Linked DNA regions of Mus musculus: region 2 is linked to region 1. Evidence: chromatin contacts called from public Hi-C data. All regions are on one chromosome and are shown on one strand. Each heading gives the region's core, a stretch centred on a gene start, on an enhancer-like site or on the middle of the called end of the contact. The rest is flanking DNA. Distances are from core to core; before and after follow the strand shown. Region 1 holds the start of Cyp2c50 (cytochrome P450, family 2, subfamily c, polypeptide 50). Region 2 holds the start of Cyp2c70 (cytochrome P450, family 2, subfamily c, polypeptide 70).

Evidence for each region. Hi-C and Micro-C count contacts between places; a contact is called where the count stands out from the background.
Region 2: a Hi-C map of liver shows a contact between it and region 1, with 3 times the contacts expected there. The contact joins the promoter of Cyp2c70 here to the promoter of Cyp2c50 in region 1. A contact is called at or near these places in 5 of 39 promoter capture datasets (the 3T3-L1 cell line, cranial neural crest, embryonic stem cells and 2 more), 2 of 484 Hi-C or Micro-C datasets (liver and nephron progenitors) and 3 of 9 other capture datasets (adipose tissue, embryonic stem cells and liver).

Annotation. Positions count from the first base shown.
Region 1 is chr19:40,088,359-40,093,084 of GRCm38.p6, forward strand. It overlaps Cyp2c50 (cytochrome P450, family 2, subfamily c, polypeptide 50), which reads left to right and starts at 1,321. Exons shown (of 9, transcript NM_134144.2): 1 at 1,321-1,509; 2 at 1,863-2,025; 3 at 2,188-2,337; 4 at 2,587-2,747; 5 at 3,846-4,022. The coding sequence starts at 1,342.
Region 2 is chr19:40,185,335-40,190,049 of GRCm38.p6, forward strand. Cyp2c70 (cytochrome P450, family 2, subfamily c, polypeptide 70) reads right to left here and starts at 1,952. Exons shown (of 9, transcript NM_145499.2): 1 at 1,761-1,952. The coding sequence starts at 1,928. It also overlaps the pseudogene Gm5827.

The DNA of each region.
Region 1 (4,726 bases), core at 71-2,570:
AAAAAAAGGATAAACTGAGAATAAATAACCATTTTTCCATGTGTAAAATGATGCTGCTGTTAAATAAATATATAGAACTTACTTATCCAAAATAAGGTGTGTGAATTTGGGGGAATATGGGGCAATGTGCATAACCACAAGTTACTGCTTACTGTGTTGTAAACTGCCAAGAGCCCGCATCACAAAGTTCAACAAGTTATAAAACCAAACTTTTCTGAACTCCATGCAATAAAAACAGGGATAACCTTATTTACCAGATCTTTGTTTATTTTGTTTGATATTGATTAAAGTCACTTTTGAAGCATAGGGCAAAGTCACTAAATATGGTGGATACAAGCAACTGGAATGTTTCTGTGCAGGGAAAACAGGGGAGGCTTAAGTCCTTCTGTACCACTTTGTCTCTGGGTTCATCAAGGTTGTGAATTTATAAATCCCAGTTTCTCATTCTCAAATGGAAATAATCGTTCTTAAAAAAGAAAGTCGATCACACATAAAAGAGTAAAAGAGTGAAAATTGACAGAACTGCCTCAGGAATGTGATAACATCTTTGACTGCTGTGTCAATGTTTTCTTTAGTATCTTCTGCACTTGAGATTCTTTCCTCTATCTCTTGTATTCTGTTGGTGATGCTTTCATCTATGACTCCTGATTGCTTTCCTAGGTTTTCTATCTCCACGATTGTCTCTCTGTGATTTCTTTATTGTTACTAATTCCATTTTTACATCCTGGATGATTTTGTTCAATTCCTTGACCTGTTTGAGTTTTCCTGTAATTCTTTAAGGGATTTTTTTATTTCCTTTTTAAGGACTTCTACGTGTTTACCTGTGTTCTCCTGTATTTCTTTCTTTCTTTTTTTTTAAGAAACTCCATACCACATTCTATTTATTATATTTTTTAATTACTAAGCATTTGAAATGTAAATGAAGAAAATATCTAATAAAAAAGAAATGATACACAAAAATATACCCTGTAATAAAATCCAGATACATAGATAGATGATAGATAGATAGATAGATAGATAGATAATAGATAGATAGATAGATAGATAGATAGATAGATAGATAGATAGATAGATAGATAGATAGATAGAGTTCTTATTTATCAGCAATATTGGTCATACACAACTCAAGAAATTAAGGTAAGATCTCTTATGGGTACCGCATAAAGAACAAGGTAAAAGAAGTTCTTATTTGTCTTAGTATTGTAGCAATGTCTAGTTGAAAGAGAGATTAAACAATGTTTGATTAGTCAAGAATGTTCCAAAGTGCAATGGATTGATCTGGAGATGAACTACAAAAAAAGGCTGCCCCCAATCACAACTGTGTCAGTAAGAAGAATCTCCATGGATCCAATCCTGGTCCTGGTGTTCACCCTCTCCTGTCTGTTTCTCCTCTCACTCTGGAGACAGAGCTCTGAAAGGGGGAAGCTCCCTCCTGGCCCCACTCCTCTTCCAATTATTGGAAATATCCTTCAGATCAATGTGAAGGACATCTGCCAATCCTTCACCAATGTAAGTATGCCTTATGCTTCTCCAGTATTTTGCATGGGGATATATAAGTCATGATGCTTTCAATAAAATTCTATCACGGGAGCAATATTATTTTAAAATGTTCATTAAGTAGGAAACTGTAATGTAGTTCTTTTGTCACTAGTCCTGGTTGGGAAATTAGTAATGAGCAACGCTTCAGGTTGAAGAACACTTATGTCATTGCATTTTATAATATAATCGCATAGTTTTAAGTTATGCTTATTCAAATCCTTATTTTCTATTATAACACACTACTATTACCAGTCTAAAATTGTTTTAAATCATTGAGAATGCAGTTAAATTTTCCTAACATTTCCATTTCTTTCGATTCCTAGTTATCAAAAGTTTATGGCCCTGTGTATACTCTATATTTGGGCAGGAAGCCCACTGTGGTGTTGCATGGATATGAGGCAGTGAAGGAAGCTCTGGTTGACCATGGGGAGGAGTTTGCTGGAAGAGGAAGGCTCCCAGTTTTTGATAAAGCTACTAATGGAATGGGTAAGTATACATGTACTGCATAGTATGCATAGTGAGCTAAAGGATGGAAAGCAGAGGCCAACTCTGCTCCTGAGACACAGTTTGTGATTCTATGGCAGCCACCAGACATCCTCTACTTCTACTCCAGGATTTACTCTCTAATGTCTGTTTTTATTGCTTTAGGCATTATATTTAGTAAAGGAAATGTATGGAAAAACACAAGGCGCTTCTCACTCACGACTCTGCGGAATTTAGGCATGGGAAAAAGGAGCATTGAGGACCGTGTTCAAGAGGAAGCACGTTGCCTTGTGGAGGAACTTAGGAAAACCAATGGTAAGTGCAGGTTTAGAACCTGATCTAGGTATGGCAGTATGAGTGATTTTGTTCCTGTCCTATTTGAATTATTTTTTTCTAATGAGGTGTATAGGTCTCATGTTAATGTTTCAGTGAATGGCCAATCCATGCATTGCCCTTAGCATAAATGTAGCATAAAATTTATCAAGTGTCTTAACATGATAACAAGGGCATGGTGTCTTCTATGTGTATTTTAATGATATTTTACAATTGTTTCCAAATTTTCAGGCTCACCCTGTGATCCCACCTTCATCCTGGGCTGTGCTCCCTGCAATGTCATCTGCTCAATTATTTTCCAGGATCGTTTTGATTATAAAGATCGGGATTTTCTTAATTTGATGGAAAAACTGAATGAAATAACCAAGATAATGAGCACCCCTTGGTTGCAGGTGAAGTCATGATTCCTTGACTCTGAGAACATTCTTTTGCTCTTTATTATTTGCAGGTCAGATTGAACAAAGACCGAGTAGTGAGGTGACCAGACATGACAGTGCTGACTAACGTATTATGGAAAGAATATTTGGAAGCAAATTCCAAACCTCTTGCTATACAAATGGAAAACTAGAAGGGGCAATGCCAGGATAGCTTTGGCCTGCTATCTCCCTATCTATTGATTTCTCTATTAACTTCCACGGAAATCTTTTGATTAAATACTGTATTCACTTCTAGAAATTTGGCAAGTCACTCTTAGGACATTCTTCTACTATGTAATTTATTGGCCTCTTTTCAACAATTACACACATCTTCATCATATTACCAGCAAGGAGTATCTCAGTACAGAAAGACTATTCTCTTAAAGAGAAAGAATATGTGTGGCAATGAGAGCTGCCAAGAAGCAGTTACTTCAGTGGCTTGGTGCATAAGCAAGAACTCTAGTTTACAGGGTAAGAGGAAGAAGTTACAAGGTGCATGATTTCATTCTGTGTGGACGATAAGCATCCTCCCAGAATTGTCTTATGCTGAACTAGCCTTTCATGAAAACTACATAAAGAATAATTGTATTGGAAAACTCCACACAGGTTTTGGTATATAATTTATTTTAAGGCATAAACTCTTTTGTTTTAAAAAGCTGCTTGGTAAGAATAAAATCTTCAGTTATTAAATTTCTTCTGTAAATCAAGTCACCCAGACATCTTAAGTTCTTCTGTAGAGTATGTGTGTAAGTAATTTACATATGTGATATTTCAAACATGAGAATAGAGTTCTTGGAGCTATCAAAGAACAGACATGAACGTATTTTGCACAAAAAAAGATATGTGAGTGTGAAATTTTTGCTGTTCTTTGGTCATTTGGGCAGTAATTTCTCCCTTGTATTTCTCTATTAGAATAGAGAATTAGCATGTATGAAAAAAAAACTACCTCCTTAGGATGCACTAAAGTACATATTTTGATCTATCAATTCAAATCAATCATGTGGGATGATATAAATATGCCTTACTTACTTCATTACAATTTATTCATTTAGTAAATTCTTGAATTCCCTATAGGTTTGCAATACATTTCCTGTTCTGCTTGATTATTGTCCAGGAAGTCATAACAAAGTTTTTAAAAATTATGCTTGTATTAAAAATTTCCTTTTGGAGAAAATAAAAGAACATGAAGAATCATTGGATGTTACAATTCCTCGGGACTTTATTGATTATTTCCTAATTAATGGAGGCCAGGTAAAGAGTTTATACACATTTATACAATTACTAAATTGATCAAGTTCTTTACAGTCCACTGAATAATCACTAATTTCAAATTATGTCTAAACTCATGACAATACCATGTGAAAAACAATTTAGTAATTATTATTTTGTTTGAGTATGAATGGAAGAAATAGAATTAATTTGTTAATTGACACTGGTATTTAAATTACAAACAAAAGAAAGAATTTAAAACCATCTTGTGAGTAGAAAGGCAACAGAAAAGGTAGATGGGATGAAACAAATTCCAATTTACTCATACATCATGAACTGTCCTATCTTACCATGAACACAGATATCATCATACCACAGTGATGGATCATTAACATCCTACAGGTTAAAATTGATAGTGAGGTACTTGTACTGATGTAAAGGGGATCTTGAAAGGACTGAGTGATGTAGGGAGAGGTGTGCCTTGGTAAGAGTGGGTAGATGAAAGAGTAAAGCTTTGAATATGATCTCCAATTAATTTGCCCCAATGGAGATGGAGATGGGAATTATTTGGGCATGTTGTAAGGATTAACTGATGGTATTGTATAATTTGGGAAAAACACAGTTTCCTACAGTTTCTGAGATATTCTCACGTAAAAAAGCAATCACTAATAAATACCCGTTATTATTGGAGAGAATCAGATCTGCTCCCCTCATCTCTTTATCCTTTGCTAGCAGTCCAGTTCACA
Region 2 (4,715 bases), core at 702-3,201, 98 kb after region 1:
CATTCCTTCATATTTCAGGGGATGACTGTCATGTGAATGAATGATAGAGAAGTCATTGATTCATTATCCAGAAAATTTGATAAGAACTCTCAGAACTATTGAAACCTTGGTTATGTCCTTGGCTCCAAATCATTTTATCATCTAGAAAAAATGTAGACTTGAGAATACATAAATTAATATATTTTGTAATTGAACACAGTTCTGCATGCACTGCAGTTCATCAGAGAATAACTGATGTACTGAAAGGAACCTGGGACACACTGTGAGCATGGACTCTGCTGCTCCTGACTGTCACAAATCCCATCCTGGATTCTGTGTCTTTCAGTCATACACGCATGCAATCCTGGTGTTTCCTCCACAAGAAGGGAGACAGACAAGAGAATCCCTAGAAGCTCACAGCCAGCTAGCCTGAGATACACAGCAGTAACTGACAAAGGCACTGTCTCAAATAAGGTGACAAGCAGGACAGATACCCAAGGTTGTCCTCTGACTGCCACATGCTAATTGTGGTGCATATGTGCCCACACTCAAACACATGTATCCATACACACATGTATGCATGCACATGTATGTATATTAGACACACACACACACACATAATATCCACTGGAGTTGGGCCTGCCGGTGCCTGAGTAACTAAAACAAGATAAACACTAGCATCTCTGCCTTCAGTTCGTTCCTGTCTCCTTGACCTTAGAGTGTGATTCAATTCCTATTGGATTCTGAGTGTAGACTAGGTAAGCATTCAAGGGTTTATTCTAAGAGGCTAATTTTCCTGCTTGAATATTGAAGCCATCAAGATGGGGTTCTCTTTCAAAACCTCTTTAGTTGCCCTGGAAGCCGCCAACAATGATCTTAAACCACCAGGAACAGGCAAGCTCTGTAGGCAGCTCACTCCATGAAGAAAAATACTCTAAATAAGGGGAGTCCTCTCCTGGGAACCAAAGTGCCACATCCAGAATCCCAAGGTCATCCCCTGAGCAGTTTAACAACTTCCTGGACACAGAATGAAATCAGTTTCCTCAGCACCAAGCGCACATTGTCTCCTACCCTCAAGAACCAGAAACTTCCTCAGCACTGATAAATAAGACCTTGCTGTACAAAAACCTCAAGCCATGCCTCTGTTTTTTCACCTGTAAAAAACTTCAAGACTGCCAATCCAAGAGAATCCCCTGAGTCTCTTTATCTATCTATCTATCGATCGATTGATCGATCTATGAAAGTGGCCGCTGATATTAAAATACCTTTCGTTGCTGTACTGTAAACCTGTATTCCTACACTTCTTTTAAGGCTTCTTTCCTGGCCTCTGGTAACATCTGCATCCAGTACAGGACTACATATTATTACTAAGGATGTATAATTCACTCATTAAAAAGCACTAAAGGGGAGGGAGGCTGTAGAGATGGTTCAGCGCTTAAGAGCACTGACTGTTCTTCCAGAGGTGCTGAGTTCAATTCCCAGCAACCACGTGGTGGCTTACAACCATTTGCAATGGAATATAATGCTCTCTTCTGGTGTGTCTGAAGACAGCTACAGTGTACTCATATACATAAAAATAAATAAATTATTCTCTTTTTTAAAAAAGAAGAAGAAACGAAAGGAAGGAAGGCAGGCAGGAAGGAAGGAAAGAAGGAAGGAAGGAAGGAAGGAAGGAAGGAAGGAAGGAAGGAAGGAAGGAAGGAAGGAAGGAAGGAAGGAAGGAAGGAAGGAAGGAAGGAAGGGTGGAAGGAAGTCACTGAAAGAAAACTAATCACACTTACCATGCCCATAGATTTGCTAATATTTTTAACATCTACTTGCAAAATATTTCCAACAATTGGTAAAGGAGTGGGGCCAGGTGGGAGCTTCCCTCTGCCACGGTGCTGATTCCATAGAAAAAGAAAAAGAAAACAAGAAAGCCAAATCCCCAGAAAGATGAAGAGAGCCATTGACTCACTGGGAACAAATGCACTGGAAAGCTTATGTTCCAAGGGACTATAAATGCAATTTCCGAAAGTACACAGAGTTTGGACTTTGAGTTTGACCTCTTTATCTTTAGTACACTTTGGTCTGTTTAAATAAAACTGCCCGTTTCCTAACGTTACTTTTTTCTATTATTAGCAACTGTAAAAAGGTGTTTGTCGTTACAACATGACTCTCCCTTCTTTAGAGGGCAGTATGGATACCTATTTTTTTCCTTTTATTCTTTCACCTCTCACATGCTACATTCTGACCACAGTCTCCCTTCTTTCCATGCCTCCCAGGCCTCCCCCACAACATCATCTCTCCTCTCTTCCATTTCTCTTCAGCAAAGGGCAGATCTCTCAGGGATCTTAACTAAATATGACATAACAAGATGCAGTAAGACTAGACACAAACCCTCATATAAAGGCTGGATGGGGCAACCCACTAATAGGGAAAGGATCCCAAGAGCAAGCAAAAAAAAAAAAAAAAAAATCCCTGTTCAGTCTCTGTGAGCCCCTATGACTCCTGCTTAGCTGATTCTGTAGGCCATGTTCTCCTGGTGTCCTTGGCCCCTCTTGCTCCCACAATCCTTCCTCCCTGTCTTCTTCAGAGTTTTCCTGAGTTCTGCCTAATGTTTGACTATGAGTTTTTGCATCTGTTCCCATCAGCTGCTGGAGGAAGCCTTTCTGGTAACTAGGCTGTGCACCAATCTATGAGTATAGTAGAATACCATTAGGAATCATTTCATTGACTTTTTTTCTTTTGGGGAGGAGGAGAGCAATTGTGTTTGGTTTTATCCTAAGTCTCTGGGCCATCCAGCTTCCAGTTCCTCACTATTTATACAGTGTCAGACAAGGGTTTCCACTCCTGGTGGGTCTCAAGTTGACCTATCATTAGTTGGCCACCCCCACAAGCTCTGAGATACCATTACCCCAGCAAATCTTGCAGGCAGGACAGGTTTTAGTTCAAAGATTTTGTGGCTGGGTTAGTGTCCCAGTTCCACCACTGGAAGACTCGCCTGGTTTCAGAAGATGGCCAGCTCAGGCTCTGTATTCTCCATTACGAGGAGTCCTCACAAGTGTCACCCTCATAGATTCTAGGACATTTTCACCTACTAGATTTCCTCATCACCACTCAAATGTACCCCAATTTAAGTTGTCTTTTCCCCTACTGTCTCCCTCCATTCTTCCCTCCCCCACCTGATCCCATGGATGGCTATATTTTACAGTAAAGTTAAATACTATCTGTAACTGTCCTGGTAAGAGTGAAGACATTCTAAACAGAGATGCATATGGCCCTCCCTTTGGCCATCAGATTGTTAATGCTATGATCTTATTTTCCTTGTTAGAACTCCAAGTACTATATTGAAAAGATATAGAGTGGACATTGGAATTGTTTTGAGTTTCTCTCCTTTTAATTTGGTGTTGGCTATTGGCTTGCTGTAAATTGCCTTTCTTATTTTGATGTTTTCCCCTTGTATTCCTGATCTCTCCAAGGGAGAAAATATTGTGAATGGGTATTGTATTTTGGCAAAAGATTTTTCAGCATCTAATGATCATGTGTTTTTTTCCTTTTAGTTTGTTTATATGGTAGATTACATTGACAAATTTTCATATGATGAACTCTCTCCACATTTGTGAGAGGAAACCTACTTGATCATGGTGGATGATCTTTTTAAGTGTTCTTGAAATTGGTTTGCACTATTTATTATTCTTCCATCTATATTCATAAGGGAAATTTGTCTGTAATTCTATCTTTAGTAACTCTTTGTGTGGTTTAGGTATCAGAGAGACTATGGCCTCTTAAAATAAATTAGGAAATGTTCCTTCTGTTTCTATTTTGTGGAATAATGTGAGAAGCATTGGCATTAGATCCTCTTATAAGTCTTGAAGTATTCAGTGCAAAACTGTCTGGTCTGGAGCTTCTTTAGTTTGAAAGACTTTTAATGACTGCTTCTATTTCCTTAGAAGTTATATGTCTATATAAATTGTTTATCTGATCTTGATTTAACTTTGGTAAGTAGTATCAACCAAGTAAATTATTCATTTCTTTTAGATTTTCCAATTTTGTGTAATACAGGTTTTTGAAGTGTGACCTACTGATTTTTTGGATTTCCTCAGTGTCTGTTTTTATGCCCCCCTGTTTGTTTCTGTTTTTATTAATTTGGATATGCTCTCTCTGTGTCTTTTTGTTAGTTTAGATAAGGGTTTGTCTATATTGTGGATTTTCTCAAAGAACATACTCTTAGTTTCATTGATCCTCTGTGTTGTCCTCTGTTTTTATTTTATTGCTTTTGGCCATCAGTTTGATTATTTCTTGCCCTCTACTCCTCTTGGGTGTGTTTCCTTCTTTTTGTTTTAGAGCATTTGGGTTTCCTGTTAAGTCAGTAGTATGAGATCTCTCCAATTTCTTTATGGAGAAACTTAGTGCTATGAACTTTCCCCTTAACACTGCTTTCATTGTCTGCCATAAATTTGGGTGTTTTGTGCATTCATTTTCATTGAATTTTAGGAAGTCTTAAGTTTCTTTGTTTCTGCCTTGACCCTGTAATTATTCAGTAGAGAGTTGTTCTGTTTCTAAGTTTGTAGACTATCTGTTGTTTGTGTTCTTGTTGAAATCCAGCTTTAATCAGTGGTGGTCTGATAGGTTCCAGAGGTTATTTCAACTTTCTTATATCTATTGGGACTTGCTTTATGATGTGGCCTGGGTCCATGTCGATGTACATGGGCTGTGCTGAGGACATTGTTGATGTCCTTGGCCTGTGCAGCTGC